Regions from separate parts of the Mus musculus genome. Here all the other regions are linked to region 1. Evidence: chromatin contacts called from public Hi-C, HiChIP or PLAC-seq and promoter capture Hi-C data. All regions are on one chromosome and are shown on one strand. Each heading gives the region's core, a stretch centred on a gene start, on an enhancer-like site or on the middle of the called end of the contact. The rest is flanking DNA. Distances are from core to core; before and after follow the strand shown.

Evidence for each region. Promoter capture Hi-C pulls out the DNA fragments that hold promoters and counts their contacts. A called contact is a pair of places that touch in the nucleus more often than the background predicts. HiChIP or PLAC-seq counts read pairs in DNA pulled down with a chosen protein or histone mark.
Region 2: a promoter capture Hi-C map of the HPC-7 cell line shows a contact between it and region 1, with 4 times the contacts expected there. The contact joins the enhancer-like site here to the promoter of Sox4 in region 1. A contact is called at or near these places in 2 of 39 promoter capture datasets (the HPC-7 cell line and liver), 1 of 15 datasets of contacts at CTCF or cohesin (the NIH/3T3 cell line), 3 of 484 Hi-C or Micro-C datasets (cerebral cortex and uterus), 10 of 115 datasets of contacts at active chromatin or transcription factors (acute myeloid leukemia, craniofacial prominence, embryonic basal ganglia and 7 more) and 1 of 9 other capture datasets (adipose tissue).
Region 3: a Hi-C map of muscle stem cells shows a contact between it and region 1, with 2.6 times the contacts expected there. The contact joins the enhancer-like site here to the promoter of Sox4 in region 1. A contact is called at or near these places in 4 of 39 promoter capture datasets (the 3T3-L1 cell line, cranial neural crest and liver), 1 of 15 datasets of contacts at CTCF or cohesin (pro-B cells), 1 of 484 Hi-C or Micro-C datasets (muscle stem cells), 21 of 115 datasets of contacts at active chromatin or transcription factors (the NIH/3T3 cell line, the SCID.adh cell line, T-cell acute lymphoblastic leukemia and 17 more) and 2 of 9 other capture datasets (adipose tissue and macrophages).
Region 4: a contact with region 1 is called in a Hi-C map of cerebellum, with 2.1 times the contacts expected there. The contact joins the enhancer-like site here to the promoter of Sox4 in region 1. A contact is called at or near these places in 2 of 39 promoter capture datasets (3T3-L1-derived adipocytes and liver), 3 of 484 Hi-C or Micro-C datasets (cerebellar granule neurons, cerebellum and granulosa cells), 18 of 115 datasets of contacts at active chromatin or transcription factors (the SCID.adh cell line, astrocytes, bone marrow-derived macrophages and 14 more) and 3 of 9 other capture datasets (adipose tissue, embryonic stem cells and macrophages).
Region 5: a contact with region 1 is called in an H3K4me3 HiChIP or PLAC-seq map of embryonic limb bud, with 3 times the contacts expected there. The contact joins the enhancer-like site here to the promoter of Sox4 in region 1. A contact is called at or near these places in 9 of 39 promoter capture datasets (the 3T3-L1 cell line, the HPC-7 cell line, HPC-7-derived erythroid cells and 5 more), 1 of 15 datasets of contacts at CTCF or cohesin (pro-B cells), 4 of 484 Hi-C or Micro-C datasets (brain, granulosa cells, neural progenitor cells and 1 more), 19 of 115 datasets of contacts at active chromatin or transcription factors (the 230-238 cell line, T-cell acute lymphoblastic leukemia, bone marrow-derived dendritic cells and 14 more) and 1 of 9 other capture datasets (adipose tissue).
Region 6: a contact with region 1 is called in an H3K4me3 HiChIP or PLAC-seq map of embryonic forebrain, with 6 times the contacts expected there. The contact joins the enhancer-like site here to the promoter of Sox4 in region 1. A contact is called at or near these places in 4 of 39 promoter capture datasets (the 3T3-L1 cell line, 3T3-L1-derived adipocytes and liver), 2 of 15 datasets of contacts at CTCF or cohesin (large pre-B cells and pro-B cells), 21 of 484 Hi-C or Micro-C datasets (the HL-1 cell line, Sertoli cells, brain and 13 more), 24 of 115 datasets of contacts at active chromatin or transcription factors (the 230-238 cell line, the SCID.adh cell line, astrocytes and 17 more) and 1 of 9 other capture datasets (pancreatic islet).
Region 7: a contact with region 1 is called in a FOXA1 HiChIP or PLAC-seq map of pancreatic cancer cells. The contact joins the enhancer-like site here to the promoter of Sox4 in region 1. A contact is called at or near these places in 19 of 39 promoter capture datasets (the 3T3-L1 cell line, 3T3-L1-derived adipocytes, the C10 cell line and 13 more), 1 of 15 datasets of contacts at CTCF or cohesin (large pre-B cells), 55 of 484 Hi-C or Micro-C datasets (the 3T3-L1 cell line, 3T3-L1-derived adipocytes, the AML12 cell line and 32 more), 30 of 115 datasets of contacts at active chromatin or transcription factors (the 230-238 cell line, the NIH/3T3 cell line, the SCID.adh cell line and 23 more) and 4 of 9 other capture datasets (adipose tissue, embryonic stem cells, macrophages and 1 more).

What each region holds. Positions count from the first base shown.
Region 1 is chr13:28,952,373-28,954,987 of GRCm38.p6, forward strand. It overlaps Sox4 (SRY (sex determining region Y)-box 4), which reads right to left and starts at 1,327. Exons shown (of 1, transcript NM_009238.3): 1 at 1-1,327. The coding sequence starts at 649. All of the region lies in intron 1 of Gm46405 (a long non-coding RNA gene), which reads right to left.
Region 2 is chr13:29,457,272-29,459,886 of GRCm38.p6, forward strand. The region is part of intron 12 of Cdkal1 (CDK5 regulatory subunit associated protein 1-like 1); the gene reads right to left. Among named protein-coding and RNA genes, the nearest start is that of Cdkal1, 400 kb to the right of the region's middle. Within about 2 kb of position 1,285, at least 10 of the 459 cell types and tissues checked have an H3K27ac peak or open chromatin away from gene starts, as enhancers often do. A contact at or near this core is called in the HPC-7 cell line, where this site is marked.
Region 3 is chr13:28,456,397-28,459,011 of GRCm38.p6, forward strand. No RefSeq gene overlaps it. Among named protein-coding and RNA genes, the nearest start is that of Gm40841, 36 kb to the left of the region's middle. Within about 2 kb of position 1,280, at least 27 of the 459 cell types and tissues checked have an H3K27ac peak or open chromatin away from gene starts, as enhancers often do. A contact at or near this core is called in muscle stem cells and pancreatic cancer cells, where this site is marked.
Region 4 is chr13:28,480,148-28,482,762 of GRCm38.p6, forward strand. All of the region lies in intron 7 of 2610307P16Rik (RIKEN cDNA 2610307P16 gene), which reads right to left. Among named protein-coding and RNA genes, the nearest start is that of Gm40841, 60 kb to the left of the region's middle. Within about 2 kb of position 1,289, at least 11 of the 459 cell types and tissues checked have an H3K27ac peak or open chromatin away from gene starts, as enhancers often do. A contact at or near this core is called in cerebellum, where this site is marked.
Region 5 is chr13:29,429,803-29,432,417 of GRCm38.p6, forward strand. The region is part of intron 13 of Cdkal1 (CDK5 regulatory subunit associated protein 1-like 1); the gene reads right to left. Among named protein-coding and RNA genes, the nearest start is that of A330102I10Rik, 410 kb to the left of the region's middle. Within about 2 kb of position 1,334, at least 49 of the 459 cell types and tissues checked have an H3K27ac peak or open chromatin away from gene starts, as enhancers often do. A contact at or near this core is called in the 230-238 cell line, the HPC-7 cell line, bone marrow-derived dendritic cells and 3 more, where this site is marked.
Region 6 is chr13:29,369,800-29,372,414 of GRCm38.p6, forward strand. The region is part of intron 13 of Cdkal1 (CDK5 regulatory subunit associated protein 1-like 1); the gene reads right to left. Among named protein-coding and RNA genes, the nearest start is that of A330102I10Rik, 350 kb to the left of the region's middle. Within about 2 kb of position 1,337, at least 68 of the 459 cell types and tissues checked have an H3K27ac peak or open chromatin away from gene starts, as enhancers often do. A contact at or near this core is called in brain, cerebral cortex, cortical neurons and 9 more, where this site is marked.
Region 7 is chr13:28,543,309-28,545,923 of GRCm38.p6, forward strand. The region is part of intron 7 of 2610307P16Rik (RIKEN cDNA 2610307P16 gene); the gene reads right to left. Among named protein-coding and RNA genes, the nearest start is that of Gm40841, 120 kb to the left of the region's middle. Within about 2 kb of position 1,298, at least 77 of the 459 cell types and tissues checked have an H3K27ac peak or open chromatin away from gene starts, as enhancers often do. A contact at or near this core is called in the AML12 cell line, astrocytes, brain and 10 more, where this site is marked.

The sequences.
Region 1 (2,615 bases), core at 77-2,576:
CTTGCTCTGGAGAGAACGATGCAGCCGCCTTGCTGCCGCCCGCCGGGACCAGCTTAGCGTGGGGCTTGCCGACCGAGCTGCCCGCCACCTTGGGGCCACAGCTCTTCTTGGGCGCGGGCTTGGAGCTGCCGCCCGCGCCACCCCCCGCGTGGCTGCTTCCCGCGTGGCCGCTGCTGCCCGCGACCTTGTCGCCCTTCTCCCCTGGCTTGGCTGTGGCCGCCGATCCCGCGCCCGCGTTGCCCGACTTCACCTTCTTTCGCGGCCGGTACTTGTAGTCAGGGTAGTCAGCCATGTGCTTGAGGCGCAGCCGCTCCGCCTCCTGGATGAACGGAATCTTGTCGCTGTCCTTGAGCAGCTTCCAGCGTTTGCCTAGCCGCTTGGAGATCTCGGCGTTGTGCATGTCGGGCGACTGCTCCATGATCTTGCGCCGCTCGATCTGCGACCACACCATAAAGGCGTTCATGGGCCGCTTGATGTGGCCACTGGGCGTCTTGCACCAGCTGGGGTCGTCCGCCTTGCCGCCCGTCGACGCGGTGGAGCCAGGCGTCGGGGAGGACGCGATGCCCAGCTCCAGGCCGGCGCCCGAGTCCGAGCTCTCCCCGGCCAGCAGAGCCTCAGTGTTCTCCGCGTTGTTGGTCTGTTGTACCATGGCCCCGGCTTGCCGGGCGCCCACGCGCGCTCACACGCTCGCGGCGCGGTCGCCGGGCCCTGCGGGCTCCCCGGGGCGGAGACCAGGGTCCCCTGAGCGGCGCGCGGGCCAGGGGCGGCCGCCTCCCGCCGCCAACCTAGAGTCCCCGAGGCCCTCCGTCCTCCCTCACCGCTGAAGTGCTCCCTGCGGGCACCGAGGCTGGAGTCGGCCGCGGCGAGGAGTTTCTCCAAACGTTGGTAGCCGGAGTATCTTCCAAACGCAAGTTTCTCGCCGCCTCCGGGGCAAGTCTTTCCCCCACCCCTTTCCCTGAAGCAGTCGATTGCAGTTCACGAGAGCTCGCGGTAGCTCAGGAAAGCGACATCGTCTCTAGCGCCTAAGTCCCTTTCCTGCAGTGCAAAGCCAAAGCGACTCTGGCTCCGGGACTCTCTGTGGGCGGAATCGGCGCTGAGGAGTTGGTGCAATTATTTTGTTGCAAGGTAGGAAGCCAAGAAGCTTGCATGCAACAGACCGGCATGAATAAATGTATGTTTCTCCCTCCCTCCTGCAAGAAGGGGAGCTGGTTACCGGCAGAGTTCCCCCACTGCAGACTCTCTAAGAAACAGCGTGCAAGAACTGGAAACCGGGAGGGAGACGGCCCTCTTCCCCTCACTCTGTTTCTCTGGCTGCAGCTTAGAGCAGACCCCAATTCCGCCTCGCGCTTCTTTATCCTTTCTCAGACAGCCAATCAGCCGCTGTAACTAACGCTTCCTCGTGCCAAGCCCCTCCCCCGTCCTTCCCATTGGCTTGGAACCCGATGCAATAATAATCTCCGCGTGCAATGAGAAGCTCCAAATCTGACCTCATTCCAATTTACAGAGCAAACTTTTTAAAAGGGCTAGAAGTACAGCTGAGATTTCTGCTGCCTCTTTCCCCCCCACCTCCGCCTTTTGCTGGGTGCGCGCGCGTTTGCCTCTGTGTGTGTGTGTGTGTGTGTGCGCGCGCGCGCGCGCGCACGCACGCGCATGTGTGAAGAGGATGTTAATGCATGAAGTTATTAAGGGGAGAGACGGAAATGTATTCTAGCCATTATGTTAGATAACAAGGGGCTTGGAGGGGGGGTAAGGGTGAAATACTGTAAATGGAAGCTTTCTGCTTAAAAGCCGAGTGATTATTTTTATTAGTTCTTTTCAGCCCAGGAATAAAGAATCAGCCTTTGGTGCAAAATCTCTTTTCTTAGCCCCTTCTTAGAGCTAGAGATGTAAGTGGGGGGAGCCACAATAATAAATCAATGGATATTGAAAACCATTAAGAAAGTGGTACCTAGACACCTGTCATCACAATTATTTTAACAACTCTGGGTACAGAACAAACGTTGGTGTATTGTGTAAATCCCTTCAGGATGCTATCTGTGCTGTTTGTGAAAGGCAGGGTTTTTTTTTTTTTTTTCTTTCTCCCCTTTTCAGTAATTACTTACTCTTTTTGCCAAACAGAGGTTAACTAGTTATTTAATGATTTCACTTCCCCTATAAATCCTGGGTAGGCCAAACAAGATTTTCTGTGGAACGCTAAGGCAGTGGCCCATAATTACCTCAATAAGAGACTTTGTGTGATTTCTGTATAGGGCGATCATGGTGAATACAGGATGGGATTGACTTCACTTTCTAAATGTTTGTTTTCCACAATATCCAAAGGATAGATGGGTTCGCTATGTGCTCTCCTTCCCCCTCTCTTTCTTACCCATTGTCTCCCGTGTGTCTGTGCTACTTGAAGCAATTGGGCCTAAAAGACCAAGAAGAGAAAGGGGTGGCACAGGGGAGTGGGCTGCTGGACCTATCTCAAGTCCCTCTCCTGATCTTTCTTTCTGGGTCTCATTGTCCTCCTCTTCTGTGCTTTGGGAACCTTGTGAGCTTTATAGAGGGCTTGTGTTAGTGCCCGGTGAGTGTGTGATTATAAACCACGGATGTGTGTCCTGAGCCCTCTGGATTCT
Region 2 (2,615 bases), core at 35-2,534, 500 kb after region 1:
ATTAATAAAACTTCATAATACAATTTTAAAACAGACTATGTGGTGCCTCTCTCTTTCTCAGAATTGCTTTGGCTATTCAGGGTCTTCGTGATTCCACATAAATTATTTAATGAGTTTTTCCATTTTTGTAAAGAATACCATGAGGGGTTTAACAAGGGTTGTGCTGAATTTGTGTCTGATAGTTTTCAATCTTTGGAGAATATTGTCATTTTAATAATATTAATTATTTTGGCTCATGAACTTTGGATTCTTATATCTTCTTCAGTTTCTTCTATTGAAGTTTTAAGTAGGTTTGTTCTACCAACATCTTTCACTTCATTGTCTAACTTTATTCTTGACTATCTCTGATATTGTTATAAAAAGAGACTTTTCCTGATTTTTTTGTTTCCAGCTTGGTCAGTATTTTCATATGGCACTGCGGTGGGTTAGCAGCTTGAGTGTATTCACTTTGTGGATTTATAACTGCATTTCACACAGAGGGCACATCATCTTTAAACAAAAACTTTCTTTCTGTCTTATGTCTTTACTTTTCTTGTCTGATCATTCATTAGCATTTTCAGTGACATAGAAAATGACAGAAGTAGCCATCTTTGTCATGCAGCAGATATTGAGGGAAAGGCTTAGTTTTTTTTTCTGTTACAAGACTTGCCCTCCCCCCCCACCCTTTGGTGGGTTTTGTTGTTGTTTTTTTTTTTATAAGTAGCCTTCATTATATTGAGGATTCTATTTGAACTCATAAATTGCTGGTAGTTCGAAGTAGCTCTTGTTAATCAAGAAGAATCCATGAACTTGTCCGATGCCTTTTGTCATTGAGATGATCACAATTCTTCCTGTATTTTTTTCCACTGCTGCTTGCATCACAATCATTAAATTACAACTATTAATCCAGCTTTGCATGGCCGGGACCAGTTCCACCAGGTCACGATGTCCAATCTTTGTAATATGCTTTGACTTTGACTTGGCAATATTTAACTGAAGATTTTCAGAACAATGCTAACAGACCGTGGTTTTCTTTTCGTGATTTAGACGGCAATATAATGTTAGATTTGTGAAATACATTTTTTTTTTTTTTTGGATGGAGTTGGAGCTGGATATGGTGTCCTAGACCTGGGACATGCTGGGCAAGCACACTATAACCCCAGCCCTTCCCTTTTCATCTCGGGAAGAAGATTCTTTTAAAGCTCTCTGGTTGGTTTTATTTGATCTTTCTGCTCTTAAGGTCTGGCACACAGCTGTCTCCTTTAGCATACTGGAGGTCTGTTCACCTCTTATCTGTGCTAAGCCATATGCTTCCTTTCTCCTGTGTCCTCTTCCTTCACCCACTCTCTTATTTGATGATGCCCAGGCTGTCTTTAAAAGCTTTCTGATAAGTGCACAGAGTCATAGACTGGGAAGCATTTTTCTTAAGCATTGGTCATTGAATGTCTTTGGGTGCTGTCCAGAAGTCTGAGCCACTCTGATCCCTGAGCCTTTCAACATGAGCTGGTTCTTCTCCCTTACCATGGTTTAAGTCTGTAATAGATTCATGATTCAGGCCTGTGGTGGCCACTTTCAGTCATTGGAAGTACTTTTGAATTATTTCATTATTTTTATCTTCAGTCTGTTTAGAATGCCTGTTATTTGAATGTTGAATATTCTAACAATATTTTCTACCTAATTTCATTTTATTCTATTTTCTAGGTACATTTTCTCTACTTTGTCTCAACTCCATGGTATTTTCCTCTTTTGTTACCATGTTTGTATTTTCAAGAGTTCCCCATTATCTTCTAGAGTATTATTCAAATGGTGCCTGCATCTTGTGTCATGAGTTTAATATTGATGGTAGTTCCTAGCGTTGTTTCCTCCACTCAGAGTCCTGTTTGTTTTCTCTTCCTAACCACTCTGGGCTGTTGACACTAGTTTTTTGCTTCTTATCAGCTATTAACTTTTCTGAGATGTCTGACAGTCCACAAATGGTATTCATGCTCAAAAGTAAGGGACAGAAAACGGCGACTGGCACTTCCAAGACCACACTCGAGCTTGCTGTGAAGTTCTCTATGCAGGGATCTGCCTAGATGGCTTACCTCTAGAACGTCTATAGACAGTGTTTCTTAGTACTGGGCTGGCCAGCTTTCCCAAAGAGACACTTTTAAACTCTTCTCAGGAGGGCAAAGCCACGTTACTGACAGTGTTCTACTTGCTTAACAAAAATAGCAACTATGTTTAGATGCTGACTGGAATCTGCTTGCCCTCAACCATATCCAGTGTCCTTCCACCTATAGAATTTCTACTGTCACCTCATGGGAATACACAAGCCACCAGGTTTCGGCTGGGACAGGGGGAGGGATGGATGTTACCTAGAAGCCAGAGATGGAGGTAGGAGGAAAGAAGAATCTAACTCCTTTATAGTTTACAGTTTTTTTTTTATTACAGTGTTTTCTCTTACAGAAGTACCAGCTAATTCCCTAACCACGTGAATAATCTCCAGCATCTGTCTTCCAGCACTATTGACGAATTGGTTGCAAGACTCCCAAAGATACAAAGAAGTACAGATGCTCAAGTACATTATACAAAAGGTGGTGGCAATTGCATTGAGCCTATTTAGCCTACCCAGGTCCTTTGGTATACTTTAAAAG
Region 3 (2,615 bases), core at 30-2,529, 500 kb before region 1:
AAGAGAAGCTCAAGAGAAGCTGATGGGAGAGGAGAGATGGCTCGGTGGGTAAGAGAAGCTCAAGAGAAGCTGACGGGAGAGGAGAGATGGCTCGGTGGGTAAGAGAAGCTCAAGAGAAGTTGAATTTGGTTGCCAGCAACCACTCAGAGTGCAGCACTATTTTGTATAATCCCAGCTCCAGGGAATTTCACGCTCTCTTCTAATCTGTACAGCTACCTACAGAGTGTCAAATACAAACACATACATATAAACCAAATAAAAATAAATCTTTTCAAACAAACCAAGGGAACAGTAGAACCTTTTTTTCTGAATTGGAATCTATGCTCTACCATGGCTTTTTAATTTTTTTTAACACATTACCATTCCGGTGAGGAAAATAGTTATTTCCACCTCAGAGATTAGATAATGGATGAAACAATTGGTCCTCCTGCTAAGTGCCTGAATAGGATTTCTACCTGACTACCCAGTGCCTTCCCTACAAAATTATCCTGATCCAACCTGTTTCCAAATGTTCCCTCACGGAGAGAAATGAAACCATAGGTAAAGAGTCCCTACAGTAAAGATTTTCTTAGGGGGTGAAGCTCACCAAGACTGAACCGCCAAGCAAAGAGCATCATTCAAGGGCTAAACCTAGGCCACCTATATATTTGTGGCAGATGTGCAGCTTGGTCCTCATGTGGGTCCACTAACAATTGGAGAAGATGCTGTCTCTGGCTCAGCTGCCTGCTATTGGGTTTCTTTCCCCTAACTGGACTACCTCATTGAGCCTCAAGTATAAGATGTGCTTCTATGCTTCTATGTGTGTCTATGCTGCCAACTGGGGGTTCCAGGGTGGTGTGGCCCCCTAAGGGGAGCTTCCACTTGTCTGAAGGCTACAGGGATAATGGGTGGAGGGACTTGTAAGAGTGGGAATGGGCGGAGAGAAGGGTGGTGAGATCAGGAATAACAGAATTTCAAGATCTGTCCCCGCACCCCCCCCCAAAAAAAAACAAAATAAAAATTTCAGAATACTTTTACAAAAGACAAGTTCGCACAAAGAATGATGATGAGCATTGACTGTAGAATCTAAGTCCCATGTCTTGCTCAGGGATTGCTCATCTGGGGACTCCAAGCCAAGCTTTTGTTTTTCATTGTAAGGAGTCCTTTGATTCTCATTGACGCACAGGAGTTAGGGAAGGTTGTGCAACACCACATGAGGCTGACTTTACCACACAGGGGAAAAAGTGCCAGCCAGACATACAATGTCCACTAATAATGAGTCAGGGACATTATCAAAGACCTTTCTGTTGACTCCTTTACAAAGGAGCTTGGTGTCAACAAGGTTTCAGAACTAGGAAATGACACAGAGAGGGACAGTCACTTCCTCATCAGAGAACACACATTCGCCAAAATCTGAGGTGCCTACAATTCTTTTAACAAATTACATGAACTAGAGAAAGTTTTCAGTAAATATTCATTTTTAGATCCAAATGAAGAACTATTTAAAGGCTACTCCACTCATATAGTCAGAGAATACTGCTATGTGTAGTTAATACCTAGTTAACACCATTTTCTTGGCATAAAAATGTCAAAAATAAAAGGGAAAAATGTCAGTAATGCAGGAGGGAAGTGGAAATGGAAGAATCAGGAAAAATAATCACATATAATACATAATCACAAATAAATAATCACACATAAATACATAAAAAGAATACGAAGGCCCTCCTAACAAAGCCACTAGGAAGCTCTCACACCAAGTGCATGCTTCCTGTCTGCCCTGTACTCTCTTTCACAAGGTGTTCACAGGTCTCTTATCATCCCAGAAATGAGTAATGTTATACACCGTTTCGGTCCTAAGTTGATTACAAACAACTTGTGTGAAATACAGGGACTTTCTTAATTATTAAACACTGGTAAAGGCCTTTTTTAATATAGGTTGTACCATGCAATCATTATCAGGAGAAAAAGAGTGTGATGTGAAGCCTAAGGATATGGAGTTACTGAACAAATAATGGGGAAAACTGTTCAATCAATTGGGCTTCTTATCAGAAGTGGTCTCCCAATGTAGTAACAAATACCAGGAAAACTTATATTCTCTCTGTCTTTCCGTCTCTCTCTGTCTCTGTCTCTCTGTCTGTCTCTGTGTGTGATGTATATACATGTATGTGTAGATGTCTGTACATGTGTATGAGGCTAAAGGCCAACATCAGATGTCTCCCTTGAGTGTCTTCCATCCTATTTTTGAGATAGGATTTCTTATTGAATCTTGAGTTTATGGACTCCTTAAGCCTGGCCAACCAATGTGTTCCACGGATCTGCATGTGTCTACCCAATTCAACACTAGAATTAAAGGCTCCAACTATGGAACCTGACTTTTAGGTAGATATCTATTATATGAACTCAGATACTTGTGATTGGGAGGTAGTACCACAGCAATAGAGCCCTCTTCCAAGTATGCCAAAAATCATTTTAAATGGTATACATGCTGCAGCCATTTTTCTAACATTACGAGTCAGTGGATGTCATTTGAACACTTTTTAAAAGTGATGTTTGTGTCCAATGATGGCAAATATAAAATGCACAATAAAAAGGATTTCCACTACAAGAACACAAAAATATGGGCTTACTTACTGTAT
Region 4 (2,615 bases), core at 39-2,538, 470 kb before region 1:
AAAGGTCTCTCATATGTGTGTGTGTATGTATTCATATATATATATATATATATATATATATATATATATATCAAACATTTATCACATATTACATTATGATATATATTTATCATATATATTATCTTTAAATTTTATGTAGAGAGATTCTATCTAAAATATATGTTTATAATCTATGCAATGAAATGCAAATATAATGCATTTGAACACAATGGTCCAGTGCTACTCATATCATTTGGAGCACTGTAATTAGTTTCTTATTGAAAAAAAGCATCCCGACCCCCTCAGAACTAAGAAAAGCTACATGTTGAAACAGCAAAAATTCGATGCCATACCAAAGCTCAGTACTTGAGCTGAATTCAATGGCATGGTAAGTGGGCGGTGACGGGCATTGCCGGGATTCAACCTTTTAGGGATATTGTTTTAGACATTTGTAGTTACATATTGCTTACATAAACGTCCTTAGTTCTTAGTCAAAACTGAGGTGGAGCGCCACCAAGTATCAAATATAAATGTGCCAAAACTCAGAGAGAAAGAAAATGAACCAATCAAAATAACAAAACCCCCAGCTTCAATCCTGACCGCTGATTGTCTTTTATTCACGGTCACTGCCAGCGCTTAGCCTCCATTACAGAGATTCTCCAGGTGCATCTGTTTGCTTCAATCTGGATTCTATCTACGATAAAGTGTCACCTGCCAAGCAGAAAATTGAAGTGCACATATAAAATAAATAAATTTTAAAAGTGTGCAGGAAAAGCGAAATAATATTTTTGACAGACACTCTTTCCCCTTCAAGAAATACTAACTATCTGAGGAACTACCTTGTAATGCTGTGGTCATGTAGCAATTACATTTGCTATAGCCAGGATATTATCAATAGTCCATTTCATTGTGCAATGCATTGAAGAATTCCAGAATATGAAAATGTCCAAAAAGTTAAACAAGAACACACATCCTACCACTGTCTGGCCACACTTCTCTTTTGCTTTCCCACATGATTCTACGTACAAAACTCTGGAGAAAATGAATTACCCTGGAGGAAAAGGAAAGTACCCATATGACTGTGGTATTTCCCTAATTATGCGGCTATGATGTTGGCAAACAGCTGACTCTGGGGTCCTGAAGATCCAGCACACAATGAAGTGGCAAGAACATTTCCCACCAAGTTCTTTTTATAGACTCACTAGGTGCCTCCACATAAATGGATAGCCATCACCATTAACTACTCACAATGGCTAATAACTGGCCCAGCTCCGCATTAATTCAGGCTGCAGCTTAAATGCCAAATGCAGTGACGAAGCCCACAAGCTGAGAGGACAAACTGACAGTCCCTGACAGCTCATGCCTGGGCCAAGCTCTGAACCACAAAACAGGGCAAAACTCCCATCTGCTGTCCATCTGCCATCCTGCCCCTATCAAGAAAGGTTATACCACAAGCTGCAGACAGATGGGCTTTGCAAAGATCTATTAGGGGGGGAAAGACAGTCTGAGATGATTAGAATAATGACCTTTGGTTCAACACAGAAATCCCAAGAGTAATGAAAATTATACACAAATCCAAGGCCTTTTAATTGTATAAAACAGATATCGCCTCTTTAGCCACCATGAAAATAAATGGTGCTTGTCTTCCACACACTGAGTTACAGACTTGTCTACCCAAAGACAATGATGTAAGAGTGAGTGTGTGAACATGTGGATATTATCGTCACTCGAAGTTGTTTTTCTCAATGAAAAGTCAGTAAATTTTAACAATGTTATTAAATGTATAAAACAGAAATCCTTTGTAAGTTTCTGATGATGTGCATTTTCTTCGTGATCCTATTCTATATAAACAGGAAATTGGGATAAGTCAGCTCATGTATTAAACAAAAGCCTTATGACAAAACGGGAACTGCAAACTTTTTCGCTAAAGCAAAGCATGTGTTTTGTTTCCATAGCACAGGAAAAACAAATAAACAAACAAACAACAAACTTTTCACTAGGCACATCCATACCCAAGACAAAAGGCAGATACTTGGCGCATTCAATATACAAGCTATACCACTAGACCAAGCAAAGGGCTGGATGTTGGAGAGAGACAGAGGAAGACATAGATGGGCTGTGTCTTTATGGTGATTCAGTTCATGGGAACATTTATGTGAGCAGTCAGGAGAAGAAATAACCTGGAAGCCTGTAAATGGGCCTGCAGTTGAAATGATTGCCTCAAACTGTCCATAAAACACACAGAGCTTGCATGTGAGGTGTGTTTTTATTGTCTTATATTTCATACTTTTAAATTTTTAAACTTTTCTTTACAGTTTATGTGGGACAAACAAATATGGCTTTTCTGCATTTAGAAGAAAAGACAAGGCCTATTGACTCAACTGAGCACTTCCCAGTGATGGGAGGAAAAAAGATCTCTAACACATAGAAATCTATCTAGCAAAAGATGCTACAGCAAGAGCACTCTGAGCGACTCCATGCATCTGAACTTTGAGAGCAGGCTACTTGACTTGCCAATCAGAGCAAGTTAGCTCTGGGAGATGAAGGTCAGTGAACTGAACAGAAAGGAAAGGAGGCCTTTCAAGGACAATGGAAATGATTTTACATCTCAAATTGTGAAAAAAAAAATGCATACA
Region 5 (2,615 bases), core at 84-2,583, 480 kb after region 1:
GAAAACTTTCCATGTGTACTAGGCAAGAGGAGAAAGAGGTAGAATCAATCTGGGTCTTGAAGGATGAGTAAGAATTTAGCAGGATGAGAATACCCACTCTTTCCTGAACAGCAGACGTATGAAATCCAATGGCCTTGTCAGGCTGCTCTCAGCAGTGAAAACGGACACATGTACTGCTGAATGCCCGTGGTACCCTCTCCAGTAGAGCAGAAATCAAGGCTACGATGCCCTGTGCTGCAGGGCTCACAAATGACATCCCCAGCAGGAATACAAAGGAAGGCAATAAGCCAGACCATCTAAGCAACTGTGTGGGGAAATACTAATAAAACAGGAATCTGAGTTATGGACAGGGAAAGAGAACAAGCCTGCAGGGCAAGAGAATGTGAGGTAACAGAAAACAGAAGGAGACTGTAGTTACTAATGGGCAGAAAGGGTGGGCAGCACAGACTCCAAACCTCTGCTGCCTCACTTAAAATTCTCATTTTATATTATATTACATTGACAAATACAATAATAAAGACAAATAAGTAGCTTTAAAAGCCCAAATTAGATTATAGAACTTTATTTCCTGCAAAATCACTAGATTATAATACTTTCCAATGATTAAAATGGAACACACTTATATACAAAAGAACTTGAGTCTTTACAATTCTTGTAATGATATTTGCACTTAAGATACATCTAGAGGTTTGATCAAAGCATATTGCATGAAAACTTTTTCAATAAAAATATTTTTAAGAAGAGATACATTTAAGCCTTAAAAGATACCTTAAAGATCAAACATTGACACAGAAAACTCTTACCATCACCAGCAGCAGCTTGGAACTTCTTTTCTTCTCAGATGGTGAAGCTCTAGTTTTCCAATTTCAAGAGAAGACAATGGGAGCTGTGACTAGTGTAAGCCCAGTACCTGTGAAGCTAAGGCAGGATTGCCAGGAGCTCCAGGCCATGCTGGGCTATATAGTGAGATTGTTTTCACTTCTCCTACACCCTCCAAAAGAGTGCTAACATGCACACTTTCAAAAGTGCCATAAAGGCATCATATAATTATGTCTTCTTAATACTGTAAAACAAACCCCAAAGGGACTAGGCAACTGGCCCATGGAAATATTTTCTATTCACTATTATCTCTAGACAGAATTCTGGCAATTGCTTCATGCAATGCAGAATCTAACCTCAAAGGTGGCAATCATTTAATATGGCCCACAGATGGGGCCTTTCAGTCACTTAATAATTTTCTGAGAAAGAGGAACCAGGCCTGGGGAGTCCCTCCCACAAGAGTATCAACCCAGACACCACGAGTTCCAGGACTCCCAGCAGTCTCAGAACGGCAGCACAAGAGTGGAGGCTCTCACTTCCCCAGAGCACGCCTGTGACAGGTCACTAACGGCACTGGCAGGCAGGAGCCCTCACTCCCCCAATGCATGCCTGTGACAGGTCAGTATCAGGGATTTTCAGCACATCTCAATAAAATAAACAGCTGAAAGTAAGTCATTAATTTTATTTTATGGCAAGCTACACTTTTGAGAAGCAAAGTGTACTATCCTAGGGGAGCTGGTTAAAATTCACCTTTCTTGAAAACATAATATCAGCACATTCTAATTTAATTTCTCCTTATAATTTCAAGGAACTTTTCAAAAAGACCTTCCAGGTTAATGTTTTTCTAAATTCTGCGAGAGTCCGAGTTTAGCAAGTTGTTTTCTCTTCTTAAAAAAACATGAGTAAACGCTTGATAGGCTTTGTCTGACATCTGTCGCTTGGTTCTCTTGGCAGGAAATGAAGGAAGGGAAGGTCCGAAAATCAATTTTTCTCCTTCCTTCCTTCCTTCCTTCCTTCCTTCCTTCCTTCCTTCCTTCCTTCCTTCCTTCCTTCCTCCCTCCTTCCCTCCCTCCCTCCCTCCCCCCCCTCTCTCTAACTATGTACAGATGTTGGGGGTGGGGTTGCATGTATCCTTGGAGACCTGAAGAGAGAGAGCAGTGGAGAGCCTGGGGCTGGAGTTCACATGGTTGTAACTGCCCAGGGTGAGTGCTGGGAACAGAACCCAAGACCTTGCAGGATCAGCAAGTGAATTTGATGCATAAGCCAGGCCCTGAAAATCAGTGTTATTCTACTCCATTATGTTAAGTGTTGTTCTTTTGTCGGTTTGGACTCAACCTGCCCAAATGAAATGTGCAACCCGTGTGGGACGCATGCTGGCAAGTGAAGACAAGATGTGCAGCTTGATATCCATTTCAGAAAGAACAATAAATGCATGCTTTAGTGCAACTACTGAACAATGCAATACACGGAACATCTGCAATTATACTTATGCTAACCTGAAATTGTGATTAAGCTGGGTGCCTTGTGTTCCAATGTGCAGACTCTGGGAGCCCTGCATACAATTCTGGGCCTACCAAAGCGAGTGAACACATCTGAAACTTGCCTGGGGATGAATAGGGTTTATGAGTATAATAGAGAAGGCTGGGCAGACGTGGAAAAAATGGTTCAGGGGTAGGGTACGTATCAAGACCATGGCAGCGTGAAGAGGTGAGCTCTAGTGATCCGAGCAGCAGGAGATGAGCAGGGATGGACAGCCAGACCCTGGTGTTGAGCCCAAGGCAACCCCTCTCCACAGG
Region 6 (2,615 bases), core at 87-2,586, 420 kb after region 1:
GATTAAAGGTGTGCGCCACTACTACTACGCCTGGCTTAGACTGTTTTCTTGTTAAAACACCACTTTTGGTAAACTGACTTATATATAAGATTAAGTCTAAGTGTACCAGTTTCTTTTCACTTTTAAAAGGTGGTACTGGGGACCCTCCTCCAGGTCTATCTGGACAAGTGTAGTTCTCATCCCTACCAAGGAAGCGTCTCTTTGCAACAGAGGGAAAACCATGGAAAACCACCCCCAATTGGTATGTAGAGTTGTGGAGGCTAGTCCCAACTGATATCTATAGCACGACTTCTACACCTAAGATTCAGGATCATTGGAGAAGAGGGGACAGGAAGGTTGTAGGAGCCAGAACGGGCAGTTTTCTGAGAGACTCTGTTCCCTAGAAGTGTCATAAGCTACACCCATGAAGTCTCATGAGCTGAACAGGAAGGGATGGGTTGTCCAATACTGAATGGTTAGCCCTGAAAATATATGCACACAAGTAACATTATATAGATCAAGCAGGCTATATTCATGAATTTAGGAACACACACACACACACACACACACACACACACACACGGAACGGGGACTTGAGCACATTTTAAAAAATATGGCTAGCAGGAAATTAAAAAAAAAATCTGTAGTTTACCCTGAGTTTTTCCTGCACATGGGTACTCTAGATCACTGTGATGCTGTCAGAGACTCTCACAGGTCACACCACCCCTTGTACTATTCAGAAGAGGGCCATTCAGGTAAGTCTTAGATAAGAAGGCAGCTGTATCTGCAAATTGTAAAGACAGGCTCGATTGTTGTTTGGGCCATTAAATTATTCCTGCGTCTCTCCAACCCCCTCCAAATTACAGCTTCCCTAACATTTTAGGGTGTAATCAATTTGAGATTTTACACTGGGATTTTTGGGACATCCTGGGACTAGGAGAAAGATGATCCAAACTGTCACATATTCTTTATGACTGAAAAAGTGGCCACAGAAACAGCAATAGCAGAGGAACTTAAAAAAGGCAGAGAGGGGGATGCTCATTTCCAAACTTAAACAAAAAACAAAAAACTTTAAGCCAAAAAAAAAGAATGCCCAAAACACATACCGGCTTTGGTAAAATAAATCTTTTATTATCCACCTCTCTACCAGAGAAGTCAGTGTACACAGGAGTGATAAATAACAAGTGTGGTGAGACACAGCCCACTATCTGCCAACCATTTGCCAGTCAGGACTGAGGCCGAGGAAGCAGAGAGGATTAAGCAGAAATCAAAGACTGCCAAGCTCTAATGGTGTCTAATTAGCATAACAAAAGACACAGCCACAATCTTTCAGCAGCGGGCCATACATCTCATTAAAGAAGACTGAATAGCAATTATTCTCTCCTGCTATCCTTCCTTTCCCTTGCTTCTAGGCTTAGCTCCGGGAGACCCTGAGACCAGAGCTGGAGAGCCTCTGCTTTGTTAGCCAAGCATCTGGGCAGTAGGGGGAAAAATCCACTTGCAGGACCAGACACCTGCACTCTCAGTCTTCTCTGCTGGGGCAATGGATCTTCTTAAGCACAAGCAAGTCCTGCTATCCATCTGATAGGACTCCCACCGAAAGAGGTCTTTGTTGACCTAACAAAACAAAACAAGACCCCAAACTAAATCCCATCCCCCTTAAAAGTCTGCATTGAAAGAAACTTACTTCTACCTATGTGCTTCTCTTCCCCCAGCCTAGCAATTCCTTCTCAATGTTATGTCCCTGTCTGAGACATAATGAAGCGAAATTGAAATCCTACCACATTCTATTGCAACCTGTAATTAGCTGGGTGCACACGTACATGCACACATCATGCAATTTAAATGAGAGTCTTGGTTCAGACCTCGTCTCTGTGCTTCCTTTGGATGACAGACAAGTGTGAAAATACATGAAATTCAACACGGGGAGACAGACAGGACTTGTGGACAGGGGACTTTTTTTTTTTGCACATATTTAAACCAAGAATAAAAGATCCCACTGAACCAAATAAGCAAACAAACTTATTTCTCTAGAGTGATTGCTAAAAAAACCAAAAGTCTCAATGAATTCTAATATTCATCTATTCTGGGGTAAGGGCTGAGCCAGAAGATGAATAAAAAAAAATGACACAGTCATTTAATCTAAGCAATTATCAGTTCTGAACACTACTTTTTGATCAGTAATGCCCTTCTCAAAAGGAAATTTGGTGCGAGAGTTCTTTGATTTTTCCCCCCCCTTTCCCATAATGGCTTCAGCTGCCAAGCACAATATTGCACTGTGGACTGAAGCCAAATCTAGCCAGGTCTGTGGCCGCTCTAGGAGAGCTGTTTATCACAGATGCAGACAGGAACCTTTGCTGCAGCTCCCAGAATGGCACAGGAAAAAGCAGCCAACTGGCTGGCCTGCCTGGGAAAACCTATGCAGTCTGTCTGGGCTTTCCAAACTCCTCTAGGACTACTGTATGGCAGGCACCAGGAGACGCTGGGACCACTGAAGCTAGACTGAAAGTTGTCCAGACACTTGAAGGCTATAATATTTTGTGTGGGACAGTACATAGTTGAAATAGCCTTTGGGGAGCACTTAAATCCTACAAGGCCTTCTAATATGTGGTAAAGGACTTGGGACTCCAGAGTTG
Region 7 (2,615 bases), core at 48-2,547, 410 kb before region 1:
AGTATTCCTTCAGGCAAATGCTGTTTCTGGAATAATCTAGCATAACAGGATTCATCCTGGATACAGAGCAGCACTACACTGACACTAAAGTTTATGATTACTGTCACAGCAATATTTTCCTACACACACTAATAAACCAAATTTAATAAAATAAAAGTAGTGTGCTCAAGGATATAGGGAAGTGATATTTGAAACCCAGGTCCGGCGTACTGCTGAAGCTAGAGGGTACTTTGTCAACAGAGGCTGACCAAAATGGAGGGGCATTAATCAATGAGAGGAAAGGGAAGTAAGTCAGCAGAGATGAACACACGCAGAGACCCCTGCTATGACTCTGCTGAGATACCCCATAAATCACACATGATACCTGAACCCCAGTGTGTGGCGACTGATGTCATGTCCTGTGAATGCCCTTTTTGATTCTCTTTAAAGTTGTCTTTAAAATCTAACCTTAGGAACAAAAAAATCAAGGACTGGGGATATGGTTGAGTAATTGAACATTTGCCTAGTATGTTCAATGCCCTGTGCTACCTAAACAAATAAGAATCAAAAGATTACGAATCAAAGCACAAAGAAGAAATTCTCACAGAGAAAGGCTCATGATCTGATTTTTTTATCATCTCTTTTTCTCTAAATCTATCAAATGAGTAACACAAGCAAAAACTAATAATCACCATCCCAGGAAAACTGGAAGCCTTCTTCAAACACAGTAACTTTCCTGAAAAAGAACATCCTACAGATGGCGTCTGCCTTCTAAAATATTATAGATGACACAAAGAAAAACCAGGCTCTGAGACGGATCATCAGATCGTTTGGTTCTTAATAGACAGCTGTGGCTAATGTGCGCCTCAGCCCACATTGCAATCCTGACGCACACACCCTGGCGCTGAGGTTATCAGGCAACTCAGTGAAATGGGACAGAAAACCCCCCAAGGAGCCAAAGCTCCGGAATCTGCTAGACTCATTTCCACGCTCACCCGGGAACCCAGAAAATCACTTTCAGATGCAACCCAGGACAGAGGCTGCCTGCAAGGAGAAGCTTCGATGTACACAGTCTTCCCCAGCAAACCCCCCCGCCCCTCCCCCCCCCCCCCCCCCCGTTTTGCCCTTCACAGCTACCAGTCTTTTTTTTTTTTTTTTTTCTGGAATTCACAAACTTCTTCACAGCAAAGCTTTCTTGCAAGGCTGCTGACTGCCCATCTCTTTCTATCCATTCAGTGCCTGGAAAACACAAGAAGGGGAGACAAAGGGCAAATGCCAGTCTGTGACCTCTGTCTGGATTTAGCGGAGCGTGATGTGTGAATCAGGTGTGTGGAATGGAGGTTTCCATGGCAACGAGACTGCCAGCCAGGCAAGGCTTCACATACTCTTTCTACCATGGTAATAAAAACAATGAGGCCACCTGAGGGACCTCAGCAAAGAGTGAGGCAGCCAAGTTCAGGGTTATCGAGTGACTGGGCGGACCTGGGTCTGCATGAGGTCTACCCACACCCTTAGCACTGGATTCTTTCCCATCAGTGCCTACTGAAGTCCACTCACCACCTTTTGCTGGAAGATGGCATGATCTCTCAGAGGAGTTTCTTGAAAGTGTTATGTAGAAAGGGCTAGGGGAAAGTGTGTAAGCAAAGATTCAGCTATGCCCGTCCACACATTGAGCTATTTTGACCCACTTTGATACTAGGTGCCTACTTGACAGAAGTATTTCCGCTTTCTGGAAGCTTCTTTGCCTTACCTTTGAGTGTGTGTTTGATTTGTACTCTCAGGCCACTAGGAAAGGATCCTGAGCTACATTTTGTGTTTCAGGAATTTAAAATTTTATACTAAATTTTGGTTGTGTAAACACTAGAATTATTCAAAACTTAAAGAAAAAAAAGCAGCTTGTTTTTAAGGCCCAAGAGTTGGATTAGCAGAAGGGAAAAGGGCATACAATTTTAATGAAATCAAAGCTTGCCTTGATTTGTGGGGATGCCCAGTCTATGTGGGGCCCAGGCTCTGAGATGGTTAACAGGTCAGCAGCAGGCGGGATCTGAAGGAAACTGGAAGACAGCAAATTACACTTCCTCTCCCCCCACTGTTTTTAGCTCTGCTCTTGAAGGGTTTCAATTCCTTCACAGCATCACTCCACAGGCTGAATAAAAGTTCCTCCTGCTACTTGGGTTACAGGTCCTGCTTCAGCAGACTGTGACAGGCCCTGCTGTGATCAGCCTGTCCTTTCCAATGCACCAATGGAATGTGTCTCACCACACCTGACTGGCACCCGGAGGCCACCCTCTGCCTTTCAGACAGCTCCTCGTGGTGCCCTAGGATATGCCCACCCCAGAGTCTGATTTACTGCACCAGCTACTCCTCTGTAGCTTCAGCCACTGCAGTTCACAGTGGCACTGCACATCCAGGCAAATTCAATGAATTTTGGTTGCTACAGAACCCCTTATCAGCATGAGATAAGCACAAATATTCCAGGTGATAGTGAACCATGCACAATATTGCACCCTGTGCAGTCATGCTTTTCCTATATGTGCTTGCCCACTGTGTGCACACACCATGCTCCTCCTAAATGTATATACCCACTGTGTGCACACACCATCCTGCTCCTATATGTATACACCCACTGTGTGCAA